3 separate regions of the Mus musculus genome follow, and all the other regions are linked to region 1. The links are chromatin contacts, called in public promoter capture Hi-C maps. All regions are on one chromosome and are shown on one strand. The core of a region is the stretch at or near the end of the contact, and the rest is flanking DNA. Distances in the headings are between cores, read along the strand shown. Region 1 holds the start of Dph6 (diphthamine biosynthesis 6). Region 2 has its middle 40 kb from the start of Gm39910. Region 3 has its middle 170 kb from the start of 4930528P14Rik.

The links. Promoter capture Hi-C pulls out the DNA fragments that hold promoters and counts their contacts.
Region 2: a promoter capture Hi-C map of liver shows a contact between it and region 1, with 4 times the contacts expected there. The contact joins the enhancer-like site here to the promoter of Dph6 in region 1. A contact is called at or near these places in 11 of 39 promoter capture datasets (the 3T3-L1 cell line, the HPC-7 cell line, the SN4741 cell line and 6 more).
Region 3: a contact with region 1 is called in a promoter capture Hi-C map of the 3T3-L1 cell line, with 4 times the contacts expected there. The contact joins the enhancer-like site here to the promoter of Dph6 in region 1. A contact is called at or near these places in 9 of 39 promoter capture datasets (the 3T3-L1 cell line, 3T3-L1-derived adipocytes, cranial neural crest and 5 more) and 3 of 115 datasets of contacts at active chromatin or transcription factors (embryonic stem cells, extraembryonic endoderm stem cells and pancreatic cancer cells).

Annotation. Positions count from the first base shown.
Region 1 is chr2:114,653,031-114,656,671 of GRCm38.p6, reverse strand. Dph6 (diphthamine biosynthesis 6) reads left to right here and starts at 1,708. Exons shown (of 9, transcript NM_025675.5): 1 at 1,708-1,841. The coding sequence starts at 1,819.
Region 2 is chr2:115,448,331-115,451,971 of GRCm38.p6, reverse strand. No RefSeq gene overlaps it. Among named protein-coding and RNA genes, the nearest start is that of Gm39910, 40 kb to the right of the region's middle. Within about 2 kb of position 1,736, at least 12 of the 459 cell types and tissues checked have an H3K27ac peak or open chromatin away from gene starts, as enhancers often do. A contact at or near this core is called in liver, where this site is marked.
Region 3 is chr2:115,175,703-115,179,343 of GRCm38.p6, reverse strand. No RefSeq gene overlaps it. Among named protein-coding and RNA genes, the nearest start is that of 4930528P14Rik, 170 kb to the left of the region's middle. Within about 2 kb of position 1,728, at least 7 of the 459 cell types and tissues checked have an H3K27ac peak or open chromatin away from gene starts, as enhancers often do.

The DNA.
Region 1 (3,641 bases), core at 459-2,958:
TAAGAACCTGTTGTCCTTATAAAACCTTCAACCATACCTGTGCTATAAAGTCTGAGATGGCCTACACCACCTTGGATGATCTTCTCTCTCCACCACCCAGACTTCATCTTCCATCATGCATTCTGGTTACTCTTCTCCAGTTACCTGTTCTTTTGTCATCAAACCTTCAGTTCAAAACCTGTGCCCAATTCATGTCCTGCCAGCAGTCTTTAATTAAAATACAATTTTAAAAGCCAGGTGAAGGGCTGGAGAGATGGCTTAGCGGTAAAGAGCACTGACTGCTCTTCCAGAGGTCCTGAGTTCAATTCCCAGCAACCACATGGTGGCTCACAACCATCTGTAGTGGGCATCCAATGCTGTCTAAGGCTGTGTCTAAAGGCAGTGACAGTGTATCCCACATGTATGAAATAAATATGGCCAGAACCAGCAGGCTGGAAAAAAAAAAGCCAGGTGAAAGTAGAAATCAGAAAGGGAGATTTATTCAACATGGATACATTGGGAAGACGGATTTTGGGAGTTTGGGCATTCACTGGAGATATATATATGTATATATATACATATATATATATATATATATATATATATACACACACACACACATATACACACACACACACACACATATATATATATATATATATATATATATATATATGTATTACATGTATATAATGTGTATATACATAGGCAGTGGTGGCGCACACCTTTAATCCCAGCACTCAGGAGGCAGAGGCAAGTGGATTTCTGAGTTCTAGGCCAGCCTGGTCTACAGAGTGAGTTCCAGGACAGCCAGGGCTACACATAGAAAACCTGTCTCAAAAAAAAAAAAAAAAAAAAATATATATATATATATATATATATATATATATATATACATTCTTTACATATGAATAATATTCAAAGATGTATATGTTTAAGTTAGTTTAACTCACCAATAATGCCACGTGTACCCTCTATTTCTGCATTTTTTTTCTGTCTCTCTCTTTCTCTCTCTTTTGGTACAGTATTTTTCACTTTAACATACAATTCTCTTTTTAAATTCTCTTCTTCCTACACCTCTACACAAACTCCTTGTTCATGGATGTAGGTAGGCATGGTGGTCTATATCGTACACCAGTTGATCCCAGGAGCTCCAAAGAGTGCTTAGTACATTCAAATAACTAAGTACTGGCAAACGTATTTTAAATTAGATTTTCGTTTTGCTTTCTGGAGTGCAAGTTTTTCAGTTTCTGTATTGGGAAAATGCAAAAACACAGTATAGGAGGCGGAGGTCATGTAGCCTCACTGGTTCAATGGGCAGAGATGCAAACCTCGAAGTTAAAAGTGATCAGGGGTTAGTGGGTTTTTTTTTTTGGAGGGGGGGTAGGAAGGGCGAAAAGATTTCTTTCTTGTAGTTGACGAAGAGAGGAGAGAGACTAAATCCCCTTTCCAAGGTAGTGTTTCAAATCTTAGAACTTGTGACTTTGAATTTACTACCCAGACAATCCCAGCACCCTCAAGCGGTTTACCAAGGACCATGCCCTTCCCTTGGCAGCTTCACTGCCCTTACTTAGGTGGTTAGGCTGTGCCTAAACTTTTTTCTTTTTGTAAATTCTGAGCCATATATCCATGTATCAGGGAACAGATGCTGAGACTACCTAGCCTCTACACCCGGGTGTTCAGCAAGGTGCTGAAGGGGCAGTAGGCATGGTCGAGGGCAGGCAGCGCAGCAGACACCAGGTCGAGGACCGCGCGTGTAGGTCCAGTCGCCGCGGGATCCCGGGCCTGGCGTCTGTGGTTACCGCACGCACGCACGTACGCACGCACACTGCGCCCAGAATGAGGGTCGCGGCCCTGATCAGGTAATGAGGACTGGGGCCATCGCTTTACTCTTGGGCAAGGCTATATCCTGACGCGGCCACTGTAGAAACATCCGGAGCCACTTCTTGGGGCGCCGCGTGGGCCGGCCGGCGCCACGGCCACCGGAAGAGGCGGGGCGATCTGCTCGGGCTCCCTGGCCCCACGCGCCTCCTCTCTGGCAGCTTGGCAAAGCTAAACAGCACTAATTCCTGGGTCCTCCTCCTCCTCCGTGGGCGCATGGTCACCACGCCTGTTGGACTTTTATTTGCTCTGAACTTTGAGAGCCGCTGTTAACTTCACTTACTTGTTAGCAGTTTTTGTCCTCTATAATTCTCCTCAGTCTTGATCCTTTCCAGGAAGGAGGATTGCAACCTCACTCTCTTCTCACATCTCTGGCTTGCCGGGAGAGCTGTAGGATCCCCTAGATGGTTTGAGATTGCTTTGCTCCTATGTTGTCAGACACCTCCGTTGGAACTCAAGCTACTGACAGATGTATTTCCTCCTGGTTGAGTTGAAAATAAGCTAGGTTTTTCTAGATGCTCTGGAGTGCGTTGGATACAAATTTGCCTTACTGACCCTGGGCAACCCAAGTCATATTCCAAAAGTAGTTTGAAATCTAGTAACTTACTTAAAAGCCCAGATACTATAGCTGATAAGCAGAGCTATCCTTGATCTGTTTCAGTGCCTGGCAGTGATAAGGGGCATAGCAATATTAGTTTAAGACCCTTAAGTGTATTGTTTCTTGAGATTTAGACCTCAAAAAAGTGTGAATTCCACTTTATTGCTACAGTCTCTTTTTGTTAGCCTAGTGAAGCACACGTACACATTTGTTGTTAATGCCCTAGGTAACTGATGCTAGTTGACAGTGGGTGACAGTCTAGGTAAGCCAGTTTCTCTAGTGGCAGGAAAATGCCAGATCTGTTGATTCTGTGCCATTTTAAGGAAATGAAAACCCACCATAATTTAATAAATTTTACACATAAAGGGAATAAAACTTTAACCATCACGATTATTTGGTGAAGAGAGATAAAAATTAAATGTGAGCCAGGAAGGCAGCCATGGAACTTAGTTTACCGAAGCTCAGCAGGGTAGTAAAACATGTGAAACTGGAGAGAAGAAAGTCTCAGTGGAGTGTGTTCCTCAAAACACTCAGTGGATAGGAATTTAGAGGTGCTGTTTGAGAAATTATACAATTAAAAGCTGTATATTAGGAAATAAGAATGCACAAAATAAATATACATGTACTGTGTATGATTGTGTATAACATGGCCATATATTTAAGCTTCAGTTTGATAAATCTGTGTGCATTGTGTACCCACATGCATGTATTTGAATTTGTGTGTACAACAGTTGATAGGGTATGAATGTATTTCCAGGACAAAATGAAACACATTCTTTTATATCACTAAGTCAAAGACTAAAAAAAACTCAAAAAAAAAAAAAAAAAAAAAGATGTCCTGTTGAATGGAAGCTTGTAGATTATCTAGGCAGGCTATTTTAAATTTATTCTGAAGCATAGAAACCCAAATATATTGTGATTGCATTGTCTGCCTTTGGAATCTTCTGCCCGATCTGGGCTGCATTGTCTAGTCTCAAGAAGAAGCACCTAATCTTATTGCAACTTGATATGCCAAGGCTGGTTGGTCCTTAGGAGGCCTCCCCTTTTCTGCAAAGAAGGGGTGGTATGGTGGATGGAGCTACATGAGAGGGAGGTACTCATAGGAGAGGAGCGAGGAGAGGTGGCATCAGGATGCAAAGGAAATGAATAACATCATCATAATAATTAACAGTAAAAAATTCTT
Region 2 (3,641 bases), core at 487-2,986, 800 kb before region 1:
TACACCGCCCCCAGTCAAGCAGGGTTAAATAGTGAGGGTTTGCCTGAACCAACCAATCAAATAAACAAACAAATAAGCAAACAAATGGGCAAGCAAGCAAGCAAGCAAGCAAATAAAAGAAAAAGAGTTCATGAAACTTAAAGGAGAGTTTGGGAAGACACAAGAGGAGTTGGAGGGGGAGAAGCCAGGGTGGAATAAAAGAAACGGAGAAATAAAAGGTTGCAGTTACTGAAAAACAGCAAATGTAAATTATTGAATGTTGTTGGACAAGAGCGACCCACTGACTATTCCTTCTATGTGAGCATCCATTGCAATCTTGTTAACTTTAGACAGAGTTGATAATTGGGCTTTATGGAGACTCACCCTCAAATGACTGTTGTGTGAATGAACCTTTTGCCATTGAAGGAATGAGGATGATGTGATGTCTCTCTTTGATTCTAAGCCTAAGGGGAAAAGTCTTCTGTATCAAAAACACATGGCTTAAAATTTCTGCATCTGAGCCTGCAACATTGATGGAGTTTTATGTAAAGAGATAAAAATCTTTGCATGGACTGTCACAAGCTGTTTGGGTGAACAGAGCTGCTGTTGCAAAACCACTGTTGATATTCTTAAATGGGCTGCAATGAGAACCACCTGTACGTCAGACCGAAGGTTTGGGCACAGTGAAAATCATCATGGTCAAAATAATGAAAATGAGGAGGGAGGGAGGGAGGGAGGGAGGGAGAGAGAGAGAGAGAGAGAGAGAGAGAGAGAGAGAGAGAGAGAGAGAGAGAGAGAGAGAGAGAGAGAGAGAGGAGAGAGAGAGAGAGAGAGAGAGAGAGAGAGAGAGAGAGAGAGAGAGAGAGAGAGAGAGAGAGAGAGTATGAGCATGTAAGGACAAATATGAGCTAGTTCAACAAGGAGGAAAATGTGAACAAGGAATTCAGAAACAGGTGTAACTTCTTTTAGAAACAAGAGATTTCAGAGGAAGAAGAATATCATTTGCCAGATACTACTCAGGAACACCTCAATATTCCTGAATGCACTTATAGTTCATATTATCTACCCTAATTATGGCAGACTTACAGTAGTTAGGAGACAATGTCACCCTAGAAAACACATATTATTGTGAAGTTAGAGCAAACAATTTGAGGGGAAGACTCTCTAGAAAGAATAGTACTAGTTAGTAGCCATGGCTGTCTTGTTAGCAAGAGAGAAGGCAAGAAAGCAGTAAATAATTATCAACAATTTACACTTTCCTAGATATAAGCCCATACTATATCTCAATTGGTATTCCTGAGAGAGCAAGCTGAAGGAGGTTTGGCATCTAAAAGCATTCATAAAGTATTTTATTTTAGACAAATTTGATGAAACATAATGGAAAGAAAGATGAATTGAATTAAATTGATTAAATTGAATATTCCTCTTCTGAGCATTTGGTTCTTAAAGATTCTGATCCCATTCTTGTCAGACTCACATGAATAGATGTGCTAGATACTTATGAAATGGTTAAAGAATTATGGATGTTTGGGTTATGCATGTGTGTTCTGAGAATTTTCTTAAACCCAAAGAGTTCTCATGAAGAAGAAAGAAATGCATGTTAATAATTAACCTTAACACAAGCAAAAACTGTGATGGCTGGTAGGGATGGGAGTATTGCCCAAAGGTCAAGTACATGAACTCTCTAATCAATAGCTCAGTTCTGCCACTTATTAGCTGCGTAAGCTCTGTAAGTTCTTTGACTCCACTAAGACTAGATCTCTCCCCTCTCGGCAAAGAAAACCATGCCAGGTAGCTTTAGCCCTCTGGGCACAGAGCCTGGTATACTATCTTGCTGTTGTTATTTGCCATTACAAACTAGGTGCAATGATTGAGAACATTCTGGAAGAGGTTTTGGCATGTCATTAGGTCTGAGTCTCAACTTTACAGAGTGCTGAGTACACTTAATTAAAAAAGGCGAGGCAAATTAGAGCAGTCTTGGACTTTGATGTTGAAAGACCTTGCTCAGCTTCCTACTCCTGGTTGATCCTTATCAGCATCACTCTGCAGTTCATATACTGGTTATGTTACCCGGCATGGATGAACTTCAATTCCTAGACAGAAAGTTGAAATAAGGAACGTATTTGTTTCTCAACATTGCAACTGTGGGGAAGTGCCGAGGAAAGTCTGCTGTGACCTGTAAACAAATATTTCTCTTGTAATTATTACTTTGAGGTATATAGAAAACAATGAGAAAGGACAAGTTAGCACAGAGATTAGCATGAGTTAAAGGCATAGAAGTTGACTGGCATACTGATGTTCAAGAATGACAAGAAGGTAGGTCTGACTGAAAACCTACCAGCATAGAAGGGCGTGCTTCCTTGTTGCAGTTGTTTATCTTATGGAAGCCCGAGTTGCAGAATTTGGTCTCTATTTTCTCTCAGTTTGTAGAATCTTCTGTAGAATGCCCTAATTATTATTTGACTACACATCTCTTAGGATCTTGGTAGTAGGGCCTAGGTTTATGCCATTGGAAAATCAGTATAGGTGATTCTAGTATCTACCTAGGATAAGGGAAAATATTTGTGATTTTTCCATCTCTCTTTGATTCAGTGAGATGGCTTTGTAAATATCAAGAAATATCAATGCATTACAGTGGTCAATTATTAATGCACAAAGAGATACAATCATGACTCAGAGAAGATAAGAGTGGGCAAGGCAGTTGGCCCTATTGGACCAGAAGAAACTATAGTGTGCTTAGACAAAATGATTGATCATACGTGAGGCAGAAAAATGACTCAGCCTGGAGCAACATTGTTGAGTTATCATCCACCCCTCCATCCTCCCGTGTATTGTCTCTTATGGTTTGCTGGGCATGCGACTCAGCAACTGTCCCAGCTTCTGTGGATTCTTCTGGGAGACAATTCAGTCCAGTTCAACTATCTGACTACATTTGAGACTCTTCTATTAGAGAGAGAGAGAGAGAGAGAGAGAGAGAGAGAGAGAGAGAGAACAGCTCTAGTTATCCAACAAAGGCAAATGGAACTACATTGAGGGGTGTGATGCAATGGTTCAGTAGTAAGGTCTCTGACTTCTCTAGAACATGACCTGGATTCAGTTTCCAGCATCCACACAGAAGATCACAACCATTTGTAACTGTAGTTCTGGATATCTTATGCCTCTTCTAATGTCTTCTGGAACAAGACATGCATTTATTATACATATATACCCACATACAAAACACTTGTACACCCAAAATAAATATGAACAAGCCATAAATCTTAAAGAAACTACCTTGAGATTCCATTGCATTCATACAAAACATCAACAAAAGGACAAAAGTAACAAATGGTATTGAAGATGTGGGGATGAAGGACCCCTGTTGGCTGTTAGTGGGAATGTTAATTAATACATAGACTATTGAAGTTAGTATAAAGTTTCCTAGGAAAGTAATAAATAAACTAAATCCTAAAAATAGAAGTATTATAAAATCCAGTTGAACACTTTGGGGTATATACTTGAAGGAGTAAAAGCCAGCTTACAATAGAGTTACTGTATATTCTTGTTTATCTTACCACTACTAACAATACATAGGTCACAGCATCAGCCTGAATGCTTATCAGTGGATGAATATAAAAGGAAGTGTAGTGTGTACACAAAGGAGCATTACTCAGCAATATGAT
Region 3 (3,641 bases), core at 479-2,978, 520 kb before region 1:
CCTCTACATTTGGATCTCTAACATATGTCCTTAGCTGTGTCCAAGAAACTCTTCTATTTGGCTTCTCCTGTGCTTAAAAGTGTCACGGGTTTTGAAATTTCTACAATCATCTGTCAAGAAAGTCAGGAGTTATTCTTGACTGGTCACATCCAATACTTCCATTGCTTTGACTATTGTAGTGTTCCCAAATAACTGCTTGCCCTCTTGCAAAATGACCTCTATCGTGTCCACCACGTGGTCCACAGTGTGTGTGAAGCTGGAAAGGAACATGTACATGAGATTAAAGAAAGAGAGAAAAATGTCCTTGCTTTGTCATCTTCTGCAAGTTTTCTAGTCACTCCGAGTGCTAATTAAAGCTTGTTTTTTCTTTACCCACATAGACTTAATTTAAGGAGAATTTGAGTATATTTTCTTAACAACTGATAGATATAGAAAATAGTGTTGGACTCTGCTTCTGTAATTTTTTGTGCAAAATTTGCAAGTAGGTTCCTTTTTAAAAATTTTTTCTATGACAGTTGGAAAGATTCCATATATGAAAGAACAGGTGAATGCAAATGAAATCCCGAGGAGATAAGCTTACTTGACATACTATCTCCTTCCTTTCTGTGAGATTTTAATGTATTTCAACTCCAGGAAGACAAAGGATCCTCCTCTTGTCTCATTTCCAGAAGAGACTCCCTGGGTAATATATAGGTTTTAATTTCAAGAGTATAGACTTCTTGCCTCTACTGACTCTAGATCTAGTTACTGTATCTACTCCTTGAGATATTTGCCCCTTAAGACTATTTTCCTGTTTGGAAATTATAGCTATAAACCGATTAAGGAAACCAGCCCCTCTTTCTTTAAAGATAGGCCTAGTTATTACTTCAGAAACAATGTGATTATAGAAGATTAGTTAGATTAATCAATGCTTTACAAGGTTAGTGAGCTCTCCTAAATTAGATAGTGCCTTAGCTACTTCCTCATTGTGAACACTGCCAGGTGAATTCAACTGATGTTTTCTTTCTTTCTTTTTTTTTTCTAAGAAAATCCAATTCTTATGACTAAGTGTGACCCTGACACCCCTTTTCTCTCTCAAATATGAATGAAAAAATTGATCATTCTCCTATTCAGTCCTGACAGATTTAGTGAGTCAGTTATCCTCTCAAGAGACTCGGGGTCTAGTGTAGTGGCTCAGTTAGTAAAATGCTTGTCATGTGGCATGAGGACAGGAGATTTAATCCCCAGACCTCATGCAAAGAAGCTGGGATAACCATCTGCTCTTGTATTCCCAGAACTGGGGCAGACAGAGCCTGTGTAATCACTGAATGCACTGTCCAGCCAGCTTACAGTAATCAGCAAGTTCAAGTTCAAAGGATAGACCTGTTTCAAAATAAAATAACATAAAGTCCATGACTTCTAAGAAATGACACTTAAGTAGTAGTCTCAACACATGTATATATGCATGTACAACCATAGAAAAACACACATGAACACACCATATCCTATTCTCAGTAACTGTTTTTCTGCCCCCTCTCCCCGCTTTTGAAAAGACATCAGACTCTCGGTCACAATATAAACTAATAGATTCTAACCAGACAGAACCTTGGCTCTTTATATGATGCTGCATTAGTAGACCTGCATTAAGGTCACACGAGCTCCCATGGACCTGCCTTATACTCCTGGAGCAAATTCTGATCACTGTAGAACTTACAAAGGATCCGGAATTGTGACTGCTAAACAACGTAAATGCTCCCATCTCTCCCTGTCCTAGCATCTCACTTAGGAATATTCCACAAGCTTCCCTTACAGTATAGGCCATGATAGACTCATGATTCTGATCTGCTTTGAGCACCTACTTTTGAAGAATTACAGTAACTGCAATATATACCAAGATGTATTGGGTTTTGTTACAAGATTGTTTAATTTCATAGATGCGGTTCTTATGGGTCTTTTAAAACATTTATCTTTGACTGTATTTATTCTAGAAACCTGGCAACTTATTTGGGGTACATACCAGCAAATCTGGATTTTGGAATCAGATTCCTTCCCATATGGTACCAATATATCTCTGTCTTTGCCTTCATGCAATACAGCCACAGATGTTAACATTTCTGGGTTTTAATAGGCCTCTGATCTCTGGCAAGCCCTTTTTTGGATGAGTCAATGGTGTGTTTTTAAATCTATAGCTCATTTACAAGATTGTTTTTATGAGATTTGTTTTTCCTGATGCTATGGCATTCACCCTTATTCCAAGATATTTAACACAAAAACTAGCAGAGGGCTTGCCTGGCACAGAGATGAATGCTTACATGATAAATAGCCCAAAAAGGCAAGGCAAGCTTTTATTCTATCTGGAAGTAAAATATTGTGACCGTGGTCCAGAGAGTTTAACTAATACAACTGTTTAACTTTCCTAGGATGTTATCATGTTGGAACATCTCTCTCAGGTGCGTCCTCGTGGCTTGGTTGGAACAGATCTGATTTTGAGTCTTCAAAAGAAACGGTGGAATGCCAGATCATTCCCATGAAGAAAGCAGACAGAGTGAGCAGTCAGATCTGACTGTCACAGTGACAGTTATTGGATACTGAGAGATTTCTTTACTGTAGTTGTCATGGGTAGGTGAAAGAAAAGACACTCAGGGAAAGTTTATTTCATCTATAGCTGAAAATCTCTTTTCTAAGAGGCAGGACCACAATTTGAATGAATATATGTCATCAGCATCTTTGAGCAGTATACTTTTATAGCAACTGCCTCCCAATATAGCATTGTATGATTATATCATGTTAAGATATAATTAGTAGAACATGGTAAACATACCAGCAAATGTTGGGGTTAATAAATATTGTATTCATATTTGTAGTCCTTTCCATAAAAAATTCTCAAGCCTTAGGACACCAAAGCTATATTTATGTACATGGGAACACCATTAAGATGTCATATATTTAGGAATGTTGACATTTTTTAAAGGAATATGCAATAGAAAATAAACTGTAAAGAAAAAAATTCTTACTATACAGAAGCTTTTCAGCTCCACCAGGTCCCATTTATTCATGGTTGGTCTTGGATCCTGTGCTATCAGTGTGTTGTTCAGAACGTCCTTTGTTGTACCAATAAGTTCCAGTCTCATCCCACTTCTTCTTCTATTGAGTCATCATTTCTGGGCAGGCCCCATGCTCAATAGTAGTTGTCCAACAAAAAATAAACTCAGTTGTATTTTTGTGGACCTCTTGCCTCATTTTGTTTTGCTTTGGCATTTCTTTGTGGTCTTATTGGACTTTTGCTTGTGTATTTTAGTTTCTGTTTTTGTGGGGGTTGTGTGTGTATGTGTGTGTGTTGTTGTTGTTGTTGTTGTTGTTGTTGTTTTGGTATGTAGATAAAGGGGAATGAAGTTGGGCAGATGGACAGGTGGAGAAGATCTGAGATTAGCCGGGAAAGAAAAAGTGTGATCACAATGCATAGTGTGAAAAAAAATTCTTTTTTTTCCAATAAAAAGGTCATTCAATCCAAAGTTCCAACCTTGAGGTGTTTTAGAAGTGAGAGCTTTGTGGTTTTAGTTACATAAGAGAAATAACTGGAATTCTTTGTGTTTAAATATTCTAATGACTATCTTGAACAAGAGTTAATGGTGTAAAAGATAAGCTTAGAGTGTTGAAGAACA